4 separate regions of the Mus musculus genome follow, and regions 2, 3 and 4 are each linked to region 1. A link is a contact called in public HiChIP or PLAC-seq and promoter capture Hi-C data. All regions are on one chromosome and are shown on one strand. Each heading gives the region's core, a stretch centred on a gene start, on an enhancer-like site or on the middle of the called end of the contact. The rest is flanking DNA. Distances are from core to core; before and after follow the strand shown. Region 1 has its middle 28 kb from the start of Smc3. Region 2 holds the start of Mirt1 (myocardial infarction associated transcript 1). Region 3 has its middle 5.6 kb from the start of Gm30826. Region 4 has its middle 27 kb from the start of Gm46653.

Region 1 (3,375 bases), core at 567-3,066:
CTGGTTCCAATTTTGGACGCCCCAAATCTATGAAAGCTCAAGTCTCATATAAAATGGAATACTGTTTGCTTTACAACTACCTCATCCTCAAATCTCATTATTTATGACAATCAACGTCATAAATGTGACATTATGGCTGTCTTTTTATGTTGTTTGGGGCATGTTCAGCAGACACAGGTGGCTTCTTGTTTGTTTGTTTGTTTGTTTGTTTATGTTTTTGTTTTTAAGTTGGGGTCTTGCTATGTAGCTTTGGCTCGTCTAGAATTTGTTATGTAGACTAAGCTGCCCTCTCTGATTAATCATGACCACTTGCCTCAATAGTGGACTTTCAGGAGTGTGTCACCATGCCCCTCTCAGACACAAGTTATTGTTGTTGCTTGAGAAGGATCTCTGTGTAGTCCTGGCTGTCCTGGAACTTGCTATGTAGACCAGGCTGGCCTTGAACGCATAGAGATCCACCCGCTTCTGCCTCCTGAGTGCTGGGGATTAAAGAAAGGTATGTGTCACCGTACCATGCTTTAGACACAAGTTTTTAAAATATTCTAGTTTTTTGATTGTTTGTGTCTCACATAGCCGATACTGGCTTCTAATTTCTTACTAAGCACAGAAAGGTGGCCTTGAACTTCTGATTGCCTTGCCTCTCCCTCCTGAGTCCTGGCAGGACAGGCAAGCACTGATATGCTTGGCTTTCTTTGAGATAGGGCCTCACTCTGTAGCCCAGGCCAACCAGCAACACACAATGTAGACCAGACTGGACCTCCTGGCTCTGCCTCCTGAGAGCTGGGTTTGCAGGCATTTGCCACAAAACCTGGGATTAGTTAAACCTGGGAATGCAGAACCTGCAGCAATAGAGGGCCAATTACATTTGGACAGAATCGTCCATGCAGAGAAAAAGAAAGAAAGAAAGAAAGAAAGAAAGAAAGAAAGAAAGAAAGAAAGAAAGAAAGAAAGAAAGAAAGAAAGAAAGAAAGGATCAAGTTGCTGCTGCTGGAGAAAAAACAGAAATGACAAAATCCAGGATCGGCCTTTCGTGAGCATAATGGATGATGCTAGGCGGGGCGGGAATAAACTTACCTGAAGTTTCCGGAAGGCTGTTTGTCATACGGATTACGAGTTAATTCTTCAGGACGTTTGTCATAGAGAAGCTGCTGCCAAGATACTCTCTGCAGCACTGTTTACAGAGGGAACTGCTGGACAGTGCGGGTGAGTTAAACACACAGCGTACGACTGTACAGGTCGCTGTATCTCACACTGTTTTAAAAGCTGATGCTTTGGAGGAGGACTGAGAGATATGGGCTGGGGCTGGAGAGACAGCTCAGCGGTTAAAAGCTCTGACTGCTCTTCCAGAGGTCCTGAGTTCAAGTCCACATGGTGTTGGGGCCCCTGGAGCTGCAGGTATCTGTGGTTGTGAGGTACCTGATGTGATTGCTGGAGCTGACCTTGGGTCCTCTGTAAGAGCAACAGGCATTCTTAGCCACTAAGCCATCTCTTCAGTCCCGAGATCCCATTTTTAAGAAAAACAAAACATTTTTAAAAATCCAGAAAGACATAACAAAGGGCTTCTGATGACTATTTCTATGGGGTTAAGAGGAAACAGCAGTGGGTTTCCTCCAGTCTTCAGTTTAATACTAACACGACGAATGCAAATTATCTGTAAACATACTTACGAGGAATACTATTGACACCCGTTTTGTGTCTGGATCTTTCCACTCGTTGTCTTGCTTAGTCTTAGAAGATCCCTGTAGGGGGGGGAAATGACTAGGCTCACTGTACTATATGGAAGTGGGCGCAGACACCAAGTAACTCGCCTGTGATGACGTAGCCCACAAGGGCCAGAGCCAACCATTTCCGGCTAAGACTAAACCCTCATCTAAAGAATCCCCAGAGGCTCTGCGATTTGTTCTAGGCAACTTTTTAGCAGGAGGGTGGAGATGGTTTGAGGCAGTCTTCCGCCATATCCCTGGCTGTCCTTGAGCTGAGTAAGTCCTGGCAGCCCGGGAACTCACCCGCAATCCTGCCTCTGTTTCCCTAGGGTCAGATTACAGGTGTGAATCAGCCGCCTTCTGAGTATTCAGTACCCTTGACTTGCCTCCCTCTCAGGAGAGAGGACAATGCTCTGTGACAGTCATCTCTCTGCTCCTGAACTTGAGCGTTGGTCTTGGAAACCAGTGCATCTGTTTCCTGTTTCCTTGTTCCTACTCTTGTTGATAAGTCAGAATAAAATCGTCTCTTGAAAGTAGACTAGGGACAGGGGAGCTGGTACCCTCGCATAGCACCTGACCTGGGACGCTAAACTCACAGACTCTGGCTGGCTGCCCTTGCTGCTTTCCTATAAGGCTCCCTCATCCTGACTCCTAGAACATAGGTCATTGGAAAAAAGCCTTCTCTTCTGTGCCATTGACCTGCCCCACTTCTCCAGCATATGGTAACCTTGGGCCCTGAGATAAGCATTGTTTTCCATTGTGAAGTAACCAAAAGAAGAGATATGCCAGACTACAGTTGATACCCATACCCCTTTGCAGTGTTTGGCCCAGAACCACCGACATGGAATGACTTCATCCCTGGCCACAGAAATCAGCCAGGTAACTGGGGGACCGTAATGGCCCAGGGTTATGGAGAAAGGCCAAGGGAGCTTCAACCGTGGATCCCTCAAACATGAGACAGGAGTTGGCCACCTCCTCCCTCCCGACCTGGCACCATAAAGCTGCCTCCCCCACCATCAACCCTTGCAGGAATGTATCACCCTGACAGTTATCAGGCTTCACTCCTTGTTTGACCTGATAAGGGTTTCTCCCCAAGACCCTACAGTCCCTGAGCATGGAGATGAGGCATTGTCCAACACCCTGCTCTGGCCAATGGTATCCAGCCACATAAACCTGGTCCCAGAGACCCTGGCCACCTCCCGATGGGCATAAATACCCCTTTCTCCCCACCAAGAAATGAGCCAGTTCTCCAAAGCTGTTCCTGGGTTTGTTAATTGACCTCTCACTGCCTACCAAGACTCTGCACCGCCCTCTTAAAACATATGCAGACCAGGCTGGCCTTCTGCCTCCTGAGTGCTGTGGGGTTATAGGTGAAGAACACCATGCAGAACTTAAAAAGAATCTTTATGGAAAACACCATACAGCAAAATCTGTTTTTCCTTCCTGCATACAAGCCTATGCATTTCACTCACACACACACACACACACACACACACACACACACACAGAGAGAGAGAGAGAGAGAGAGAGAGAGAGAGAGAGAGAGAGAGAGCACAAATACAGTCAGTGGGGATACATGTGTGTACAGAATATGTGTGGAGACCAGAGGATGATTCTGTGGAGTCAGTTCCAGGAATGGCACTCCAGTCAACGGCTGGTGCAGCGATCACTT
Region 2 (3,375 bases), core at 355-2,854, 110 kb after region 1:
AAAGATTTAATTTGGTTTATGGCTTTCAGGAGTCTGTGGTTTCTTAGTCCCCCACACACATGCAGAGCATCACGACAGCAGAAATACATGACAGAGAAGTTTCTTTACCTCATGATGGAGAAGTTTCTTTACCTCATGATGGACAGGAATCACATGACCCCAGTGACATATGTCTCTTACTAGGCCTCATCTTTTGAAATTTCCATTTCTCAAAACTGGGCCATCAGATGGAAATGTTTAACAAATCAGCCTTCTTGGGAAGGGGATATTTTGTATTCAAATCATAACATATATACTTGTCAAATGTGTTGTTTGGGGAGTAAGGATGAGGAGAACAGCATATCTTTGTTGCAGATGATGTGATCTATTTCCCACCTTTATTGCAGATGTAATCTGTTTCCCGAGTGATTTCAGTCTGTGTCTGGTTGAATACCGTGATCCAGAACACACAGACATGGAGGGTGGCCTATACTAATGACTTATCATCAACTTACAGATTCCATGCTTCACATCGACCGAACTTGTGCTTCATAGCTGCACAAGGGTTCTCTCTTTATATTCTGCAAATCTTTGGGGACAATGGGTGCAAAGGGTCCCCAACCCCCTCTCTTCAAAATACAGTTCTGCTGTGCTGACTTCCAGGTACTGAGGTACAAAAGGAAATTGTTCTGACCAATAGAAACCTTCTCACTGGCATGTACTGTTTATTGGTTTTTACCTAAGAGGTAGTTCTGGCCAAAAGATGCCCTGGAGGGATATTTGAGCATCGGGTCCAGGTGAATCCCTGATCCTTCCTCCATTTCTATTTTCCTATCAATAAAGTATGTGTGTGGTTTGGGTTAAACATGACATGTAGATGTCCCTCCTGCTTTGACATCCTAGGAATCAGCTGCCCTGCCTCGAAGACCTGGGAAGCAGCCCAGAAGCTAGGAGGTCATGTCTTAGAGGAATTAGGGGTCTGGCCCAAGTCCATCACTCTATGATCAAGCCTACCTTTAACCAGGCTACTGGGCTCCAGGGCTACTATGGTCTTAGCTCTTAAACAATGATGTCCTCCAACAGCAGGGTCATACAAATGGTCTACCCAGGCATGAGGAGGCTTAGAGTCTGTAGGAAAATGACAAATAATAATAATAAACTTATCAGAGCAATGCTCAGCCATTGAGTCATTCTCATGACAAAGTCATCTCCAAGGAGTGGGGTGCCCTTGCTGCAGCCCCACCTTAGAATTGTACCCATGGTTGCCCCGTCACACTCTTCCTGTGGTCATGTGAGGGTTTTTCTTGCAAAGAAAGCTACTCTGAGAAAGGAAATGAGAAGAGGGAAGGTATCTTGGGTCAGGGAGGCGAGCCTCTGTTATCCAGTCTCACCAGCCAGGATGAAAAAACTCATGGAAATGTGGTCTCGGTGATGGGTCAGTTCATTTACCTCAGGCTGAAAATAGGTGTGTTTCCCCCAGCAGGTGACTCAGCAGGCCCAAGGAGTTCCTCTAGTAAGAGGAAGTGGGGTGCTCAAGGGCCCTGATTTCCCCTAGGTGCCACAACAACAGGAAGGGGCTGATAACAGAACCGTTGCTTGCATTTCACAACTTCCTGGGCCAGCTGACTTTCTCATGCTCTCTTCCCACAAGCCAACAGTTCCAAAGCCGTGAGATTTCTGCTTCTGCCAACCTAGAGCTGAACGGTGCACCATCTCAGTGACAGCTTCCTTGCAGGTTTTAAAGAGCGGCATAAGGGAGCATGTCTCAGAGTGTGTATGTGTGTATGTGTGTGTGTGGGGGGGGGGGGGGGTGTCCATGTGTATGTACAGATCTGACTGGTCCGGGGGAAAAAGCAGGCTGTGTGTTGCCCATCCTGAGGGCTCCCTTGGCCTCTGACCTCCTTCCCTGACTCCCACCCACCCACATACACTGTGGACTGAGGAGGGCAGCTGCCTCTCTGATCCTGCGCTGGGCTGTTCTGTACTCTAGGGAATTCCACATACCCCCTTCTCCTTGCCCTGTGCTCTTCAGAAAGCAGCAGTCTTAAGGTACCAGGTACTTCTCTGAGGCTCACTGGAAGCTGAGAATCAAGGCAGCTCCTTGAGAACAGAGCCTCATCTCTGGCATCTGTCCAGTTAGGTTGGCATAATTACACGAGGCAATGAGGAACACGAGAGACCTAATGTATGCTCCTAACTCTGCCATTTCTTGCTATGTGACCTTGAACACAGCAATTCCCTCTGGTCTCTCATTTCTCCTCCTTCTCCCTATTTGTCTTTTCTGTACATAGGGGTCAAATCTAAGATATGGTACAATGATTTGCCACTAAACTAAACCACATGCCCAGACCTGTGTGTGTGTGTGTGTGTGTGTGTGTGTGTGTGTGTGTGTGTGTAGAGAGAGAGAGAGAGAGAGAGAGAGAGAGAGAGAGACTTGTTCTTGATATGAGCCCACCTAACCTTGAACTCAAGGTCCTCCTACCCCATCACTCGAGGGCTAGGATTATATCTATCTCTACTTATTTATTTTTTTCAAAAAATTAATTTAATTTTAGGCTGGGCCTGGTATCTATGTATACATTCCAGAAACAGAAAAACAACTATGGAAGACTAAAGAAACCCATGTAGAGGCTGAGGGATGGCTGGGCAAGTCAAGGCACTTACCTCTTACATTTGATAGCTTGAGTTCTATCTCTAGAGTCTAGGATGGATGGACTCTCAAAAGTTGGTCCTCTACGCTACACAGACCTAGAGCCACTGCATGTGTGCACATACTCCTCTCTGACACACACAATGATGATGATGGTGTTGATGAAGGTGATGATGATGATGGTGGTGGTGGTGGCCGTGATGATGACGATGTCATCCAGTAAGTCTTAGTACTGCCTTCTAACAAAACCTTCCACATTTCTTCACCTTTGTCTCTAGGCTGACCTACTTTGACCAATGACTTTCAGGATTGTCCTCCTCCAAGCCAACTGCCACATGTGAACGCTAGCCTGCTGGAAAGGGCACACGGAGAATAGTGGTGTCATGAGTGATAGCCCCAACCAGTGACCAGTTGAGTGATGGAAGCCACCTTCCACAGGCAAGCCAATGAACCAAAAATTTGAGTGAGTTCAGCCTAAATTGCTTGAAGCAGAGATGAACCACCATGGTGAGCCTTGACCAAGTTGTCACCCATAGAACTGTGAAAAATTAAGTGATTCGTGTTTATTTATGTGTAAGTGGAGGGAAGCATGTGCCTGGTGCACATAGGTAGAGATAAGAGAACAATGAACGTTAGTGCTGGTCCTCAGGCACTTTGGGTCTTTCATTGGCCTAGAACTTTCCAGGCACATAAGGCTAACCAGCCCATGAGGCTACCAGGGCTCTGTCTGTCTCCTGTCTCCCATC
Region 3 (3,375 bases), core at 578-3,077, 85 kb after region 1:
AGATGTTATGACTCCAGTGCCAGGGCCAGTGTCTGAAGAGGGCTACAGCTTGCCAGGGAATTGGGCAATGGCAGATTCTCACCAGCCTCTGGTTGAAGCAAACCAAGCAGTGGCAGGTGGAGGAGACATCTCTGTCCTCTGGGATAGCTGGCTGCCTCCCTCCTAGGGTCTAGTCTGGGTGAGGCTGCTGGGCAAAATGCAGAATTCCTTGATACATTAGGATTTCAGACAAACGTAGAATAATTATAAGTATGCCCTAAATATTATACAGAACATGTTTACTCTAGAAAATATTCAATGTGTATCTGGAGTTCAAATCTAATAACTTATTTGTTTTCCTTTTAAATCTGATATTCTTATATCTGGGGGTTTGTAGGAAAGAAAGACAGGGTTGGGTTGGGGTCGGGAAGGAGAGGCCCAGATTTTCAAAGGACCAGGAACAGGACCTGGAGCCAGTGCTACTGGGTCTGACTGGCCCTCCCTGGGCCCTGGCACTGGGCTCTCGGGGCCCCTTGGGTCGGAGGTGAGATTGCATGGGGGACCTGTTAGAGCCTCTCTCTCAGGGGGAGGCCTTCCAGGAGGGGCAGGGCACTACTGCCAACTCCATGTTGGCACTTCATGAGCTCCCTGGGGCCCAGGCCCCCTTCCTGGTTAACATCCTGGATGGGAGGCCCAAGAACAACAACGCCTTCCCCCAGGCACTGTGGCAGTCCCAAGAGAACCTTGGCAGGCATCAACCTCTCAGGTGAACTGCCCCTGGGACTTGGAAGACCAGCCCTGTGCTCCAGAGGGACCTTGAGAAGGTTCAGGGTCTCTCCAAGGCCACACTGTGCTGGAGAAAGGACCTGGATCGTGGATGACACCCCAGCATCTCACTGCCATTCATCCCTCGCTGGATCTCTCAGGAGAGGCACAGCCATGTCCTGTGCAACTGGCAAACAAACCTCTCAAACTCAACAGGTTCCAAACTCTGGCTGTCTTTTTCCTCCTTCCATATATTTTCATAGCCTGATATCTTGCCCCCACATACCTGACTGGGCAAAGAGACACCCAAGCGCCATGCAGGAAATAGATCTGGTAGTATAACCTCGATGAGACCACAGCCTGGCTGGACTAAACAACAGAAGTGTGTGTCATCAGCTTCAGGATGCTGAAAGTCCCAGGTCAGTGTATTAGCAAGAAGGCCTCTCCTAAGTCCTCCTGTCTTGGCTTTTGACAGCTTCTTTTATGGTGCATCCCGATGGTGCTCTCTCTGCATGTCCGTATCCTTAGTGTCCTCTGTATCCAAACTTCTACCTACGAGAACACAAGCTGAACTGGGTGAGAGACCAGTCACAGCCTCATTTTAATTTAACCTTTTCTTTAAAACACTCTCCCCAGATGCAGTGGTATTTTGGAGGGTCCTGTAGATTAGGACTTCATCGTGTGTGTTTAGGGGGTGGGTGCTGTGGCTTAGATATGAAACACTCGCCACCAAGGCTCATGTTTTGAAGCTTGGTTTGAGGGTATTGCATTGTAAGGGACTGGCCTTCATTAATGGCTCCAATTATAGATTCAAAACTTGAATGGGCTGTTAGGGATCTTAATGGAAAAGTAAGTCATGGGGGCGTGTTGTGGGGAGACAGATCCTGCCCTCAGTCCATCCTGATGTTCTCTTTCCTGCCCGCCAAACATTCCTCTCGCCACCATGATGGTCTGCCTCCCCACAGGCTCACAGCAACAGACTTAAATCTCTAAATCTCTGAGCCAGAATAAATTCCTCCCTGTAAGCTGTCTCTCAGGTATTTGTCATAGCAATCACAAGCCTGACTAACACAGAGAGGACATGCTTCAGCCCACAATGGATGCCCCGGCTCTGCTTCTTCTCCTGTGAATCACTAAGCCATGCGCACACCACTTCCTCTGTGTCGCTTGAGTCTGTCCATGTCTTTCCCTTGTCACACGAGTTCAGGTGCCCCTCATCTCCTATCTGGTTACTTTCCCCAGAGTCCTAACTAGAGTCTGATTCCGCTGACATCCCAGTTTTTTACCCAATAGCAGATGAGCTTACAGACCACTCAAACCAGTCTCTGCCCATTCATCTTGTAAATCTATCCCTGGTTGCTCCTACACGTTAACATAAACCTGGCCTCCCTAACATGGATGGCAACCCCTGCATCTAGCACCCCCCTCTCCCATCATGGGGGTCTTTCATGTGAATCTCTGCCCCCCATCCCCACCCACATGGCAGGCACCCTTAACCCTTCTCACCCTTTAAAGAGGAATCCAACTATTTCTCATCTGTTTTTATGTGTTTATTTATTTATTTATTTGTCTTCAAAAAGTATATTTTTAATCATACTCTTTCCCTTCCCCCAACTCTTCCTAGATCCTTCCCACCTCGCTACCCATTCAACTTCATTTTCTCTCCCTCTCTTTCCCTCAAAAAGAAAAGAACAACAACGACGACAACAACAAATAACCCACAAGGAAAACAAATTAGAAGCAAACAAAGCCAAAAAAACGCCAAAAAAAAATAGCAAATCAAAACAAAATGTGCACAAAAAATACGGAGTCCACACTTGTGCTGGCCAGCTACCCCTGGGCATGGGGCCTGCCCTGGATCGAGGTTGACATACCCACTGACAGTCCTTTGGAGAGAATGGATCTTCCTTCTCCTGGCAGATGTCGCTGCAAATAGCTTCTTGGTTAGGGATGGGCCTCTGTGCCTGCTTGTCTTCCTCTGTGCTTGGAACTGCTTAGTTTCTTCTATCTAGAGTTCACCCCCCTCCCCTCCACTCCCTCCCCGCTCCTTCCCATGTCTCCCCAGGCTCAAGCCCACTGTCCGGTCTTTTCCCCCACCCTCCATTCAGACTCCGAGGTGTCTCCAGAAACTTCTATCTACTCTTTCCTGCGGACGCCCAGGACCTGAGGTGGGGCTATTCCCAGGCCTTCCTGTGCTGTGCATTATAATTCCTGTTTCCCAGTCCATCTTCCCGGCAGCCAATGGCTTTTTGGTGAAGCCAGGGGCATTCATTGGCAGATGTATAGGTCCTTCCTAACTCTTAGCTGTGATTGCTATGATTAAATATCTGGGATCTTTAGGCTCCAAGCAATCAGAGGCAAAAGGAGAAGAAAAAGAATGCAGCTCACCAGCAATTTTCCAACCGAGGCCATGAACTAGGAGCTCTTGTGCTGTTTCGGGGGGGGGGGCTCTGATGTTTAGCTATCACCCAAAAATCTGAACTCCATTGTTTGGAGGGGCGTGGCCCAAGCATGGACCCTTTTCAAACCTGAGATATACTATTTGAGGCTGGGGTTGAGAGACCGGGGCAGAGCTCAGAAACAGACCACCGTCTGGTCTCAGTTGGACGGATCCTTGATGGCCGGTGTCTG
Region 4 (3,375 bases), core at 583-3,082, 77 kb before region 1:
TTCAGGAAGAGACTTGGCTCAGAGGAGGAGGCCGTGATAAAGGAGATATACTCTCCTGGCATCTGCATGCACGCAGACATGCATATAGCACACACGAGCTAAAGAAAACCTGGTCTCCATCCAAGATGGTTTCAAAACAGAAATCCAGGTCCTTAGGTGGTAACAAGGTTTAATTGGTCGGAGGTCAGGTTCTAAAAGGCTTGCTTATTGGTGGGGGCTTGAGGAAGGTATGCCCACATAGAAGACCGAAGAGACATCTGGTCCAAAACATGAAAGCCACTCATGTGACAGTTTGGATTCTGAGCAAGGCCACTGTGGCTTTCCGTACTGGCTGGGCTAGAGACAAGCAGTGACTGGGGTCATCTTAGTTTCAGGAAAAGTTCTCTAAAATCCAGTTTATCCACTTCACAGACCCACAGACCAGCATTTGCTCTGTCAGAGGTCTTAGTAGGTCTGACTGTGCTCGGGGGCAAATTCCCCTGGCTATCTGGGCTTGCCTAATGAGATTTAAAAAAAAAAAATCACACTTCACCAACCATTCTGTATGTTTTTTTTTTTAATAAGATTTTTATTTATGAGTATGTGTATGTTTTTGGGTGAACATGCTGGATCCTGGAGCTGCAGTTACAGGTGGTATGTGGGTGTTGGGGACAGAACCACAGCCTTCTGCATGAGCAGTCACGGTTACCGGCGGAGCCATCTCCCCAGCTCTTTGTTAGTTGCTTTCTCATCACCGTGACCAAAGTACTTGAAAGAGACAAACTCAGGGAGGAAATGTTTATTTTGGCTCAGTTTCAGGGGGATTTCAGTCAATCACAGGGCGAGGCAGGGTGGAGTGGCTGTCCTGACAGGAGCATGAGGCAAGGCAGCTGCTCACATTTTAATGGACCAGGAAGCAGGAATAGATGGAACCTTCAAAGACTTGCCCCCAGTGACTTCACCCCACTTCCAGACCCCAGCCCTTCAGGGCACAGCTGGAGACCAGTGAACAAACAGACCAGGGCTTCAGTCTGTGAGGCCACTGTGAATCCAAAGTACAACCCTCCAAGTGACCACAATGGAGCAGAGACTGCAGCACGGACTCATATGAAAACCTTTCTGGTTTGCTAATGAGACAGGATGGATGTGTGCCCTGCACATACACATGTCTAAAGGAGGTTCTGCTGTCCTACTCAGTCACCAGCTGCCCATTCCCAACGCAGTAAAATGGGTCGCTCAGCTTCGCTTTACCACCTGGTCACCATGCTCTGTGGGTGGAGTGAATTGGGGCAGCACGAGTTTGTGGGAGAAGGTCCTTAAGCCACTCATCCACAGTGACAGAGCATCACCTCTGGTGAAACTTGGAAGTGGCAGGACCTCTTAGGATGGCTTTTCGTGGCTTGGTAGGCAATAGGGTAGAACAGGTCTTCCTGGGGTGTCCAGAGATCACACAGTGACTGCTACCAATAATTCGAAAACACTAAGTGGATTAAAATGCCAAAACCACAGGACACAGAGGGAACTTAGAAACCATACATGAAACAGAACGAAAGGCAACCTCTGCTTTAGGAATGCCAGGCTGCAGAGAACCAGGATGCCTCTGCGCTTAAATGAGGACTCAGAAGGCAGAAGGAACAAAGGAGCAAGCGCGTGCTCTGCAGAGAATAAGCAGGCCTGGCGTGAGGAAGGGTTGCCATCTTTACAACACCCAGGCTTCCTGCTGTTTCCGGAACAGTGACACAACCTGTTGTGAGCGCAGCAGGCACCTTTGCCCCAAAGCTCACTTAGGAGTGAGCTGCAAGCAGTTAACACTTCGCTCATAAAGTGCTGCCCCAGAGGTCTCAGTTATACCACACCCTGACCTCACAGCGGCTGCAACTCTAGCGAGGAATCAGTGTGGAAGAAAACCTGAGATCCCAAATCTGAGGGGTCAGCATGTATCAAGGGCTCCCTCTAGTGGCTACGGGGAAAACAGCTTGAGATTTAGGCTGAGAGAAAATGGAGCCCCTACACAATGCTGAAGAAAGCACCTTTCTAACTGTGAGGAGGCAAGGTAGGCTGGAAACGGCTCCCAAGAAGTCTTTGCCTTAAGTGGCACTGTACATCAGACATTAATAGGCTCTGACACTCTAGTCCCAAATAATTTGGCTCTAAACCCATGTCCTTCAGGCTTTGGGGCTCTATTATATCACCACCACCACCACCACCACCACCACCACCACCACCACCACCACCACCACCACCACCACCACCACACACTTGCTTCTCTGCACACACACCAGAAGGTGTCTGATACCTCGGGACTTAGTTACAGGCAGCTGGAAGCTACCCGATATGGATTCTGAGAACCAATCAGCAAGCGCTCTTCTTAACAGCTGAGCTATCAATTTTAATGGCTGAATAATTTCTTGAAGACACTCAATTACACAGTCCATCAAAGATAATGTTCAAACGTTAAGGTCTCTGGAAAACTCATACCACAGTGTGCCAACCTGACAGAGTAAATATATCCACATTCTTTTTGCAACCCTAATCTCCACGCTGCCTCGTGTTCTGTGTAGCTACTGGCTGCCACAAGGCCTCTTACACCCAGGAGACACTCTGTCTCTAGGAAGGGGTGCCTGTCGGCCACACGGTGGCAGATTTATAGATAACACTGGCACCTTCCTTGCAGAAGCCTGGCAACTGGAGGTAACTCAAGTCTCCCTGGGACATGGGTAAGTGTGACCTAAGTGTTCCTAAGTTGGTGAGTTCTTTAAACAAACAAACAAACAAAAAACTAACAACAAAAAAAGGCAAAGGGCAGAGACAAAGTGAAGGTGGCAATCATCTATAACCTTAAAATTCGTCTTTGTGTAACGTGCAAGGCCACCTGCAAATAAATGTGTGAGTTTCTTGAGAGAAGGGACCCACGGCTTGGTTCTGTTATCTAAGTGTGCTAATATGTTCACTTGGGCCACCTGCCTGATCTGGGCTTCACATCTCATCTGTAAAATTAGAATATTAAACTAAAATAAAGAAATGCATCTCTGGAACTAAATATATTCTAACTGCAAGGTCCCGTTATTTTTAGCTTAATGTGCAAACACCAAAGCCATATTTAAAGAGGACTTGCTTTGCCAAACCTGAGCTCTAGACAAACCAATGTTTCTTGTAGAGATGTTAATCTACTTTATCAAGATTTAACGTGACCCAAGCCGTAACCTATTTCTAGGCAAGGCTACGACTAAACCAGATTTCATTGGCGTTGCTTTTCCCAGGTGAAATTAGACACAGGGCAGCAGGGCCCCACCCTCACAACAGGGCAATGCTATCCAACAACACAGCATATAGAGAGAAAATGAACCCTCAAGGAGGCACAGCTGCCTACAGGCAGTGCCCACTCTGCGAAGCCAG

Evidence for each region. Promoter capture Hi-C pulls out the DNA fragments that hold promoters and counts their contacts. HiChIP or PLAC-seq counts read pairs in DNA pulled down with a chosen protein or histone mark.
Region 2: a contact with region 1 is called in an HNF4G HiChIP or PLAC-seq map of pancreatic cancer cells. The contact joins the promoter of Mirt1 here to the enhancer-like site in region 1. A contact is called at or near these places in 1 of 39 promoter capture datasets (neural stem cells), 11 of 484 Hi-C or Micro-C datasets (the 4T1 cell line, CD8 T cells, the HL-1 cell line and 8 more), 13 of 115 datasets of contacts at active chromatin or transcription factors (CD8 T cells, the HPC-7 cell line, bone marrow-derived dendritic cells and 10 more) and 1 of 9 other capture datasets (embryonic stem cells).
Region 3: a promoter capture Hi-C map of trophoblast stem cells shows a contact between it and region 1, with 4 times the contacts expected there. The contact joins two enhancer-like sites. A contact is called at or near these places in 12 of 39 promoter capture datasets (the 3T3-L1 cell line, the HPC-7 cell line, HPC-7-derived erythroid cells and 9 more), 5 of 484 Hi-C or Micro-C datasets (CD4 T cells, the HL-1 cell line, the HPC-5 cell line and 2 more), 5 of 115 datasets of contacts at active chromatin or transcription factors (the HPC-7 cell line, bone marrow-derived dendritic cells, embryonic stem cells and 2 more) and 1 of 9 other capture datasets (embryonic stem cells).
Region 4: an HNF4G HiChIP or PLAC-seq map of pancreatic cancer cells shows a contact between it and region 1. The contact joins two enhancer-like sites. A contact is called at or near these places in 3 of 39 promoter capture datasets (the 3T3-L1 cell line, liver and stem cell-derived epiblast-like cells), 3 of 115 datasets of contacts at active chromatin or transcription factors (embryonic stem cells, microglia and pancreatic cancer cells) and 2 of 9 other capture datasets (adipose tissue and pancreatic islet).

Annotation. Positions count from the first base shown.
Region 1 is chr19:53,570,657-53,574,031 of GRCm38.p6, reverse strand. No RefSeq gene overlaps it. Among named protein-coding and RNA genes, the nearest start is that of Smc3, 28 kb to the left of the region's middle. Within about 2 kb of position 1,816, at least 46 of the 459 cell types and tissues checked have an H3K27ac peak or open chromatin away from gene starts, as enhancers often do. A contact at or near this core is called in the 4T1 cell line, CD8 T cells, the HPC-7 cell line and 3 more, where this site is marked.
Region 2 is chr19:53,463,025-53,466,399 of GRCm38.p6, reverse strand. Mirt1 (myocardial infarction associated transcript 1) reads left to right here and starts at 1,604. Exons shown (of 10, transcript NR_028427.1): 1 at 1,604-1,714; 2 at 2,908-3,092.
Region 3 is chr19:53,485,388-53,488,762 of GRCm38.p6, reverse strand. No RefSeq gene overlaps it. Among named protein-coding and RNA genes, the nearest start is that of Gm30826, 5.6 kb to the left of the region's middle. Within about 2 kb of position 1,827, at least 10 of the 459 cell types and tissues checked have an H3K27ac peak or open chromatin away from gene starts, as enhancers often do. A contact at or near this core is called in trophoblast stem cells, where this site is marked.
Region 4 is chr19:53,647,473-53,650,847 of GRCm38.p6, reverse strand. No RefSeq gene overlaps it. Among named protein-coding and RNA genes, the nearest start is that of Gm46653, 27 kb to the left of the region's middle. Within about 2 kb of position 1,832, at least 80 of the 459 cell types and tissues checked have an H3K27ac peak or open chromatin away from gene starts, as enhancers often do. A contact at or near this core is called in pancreatic cancer cells, where this site is marked.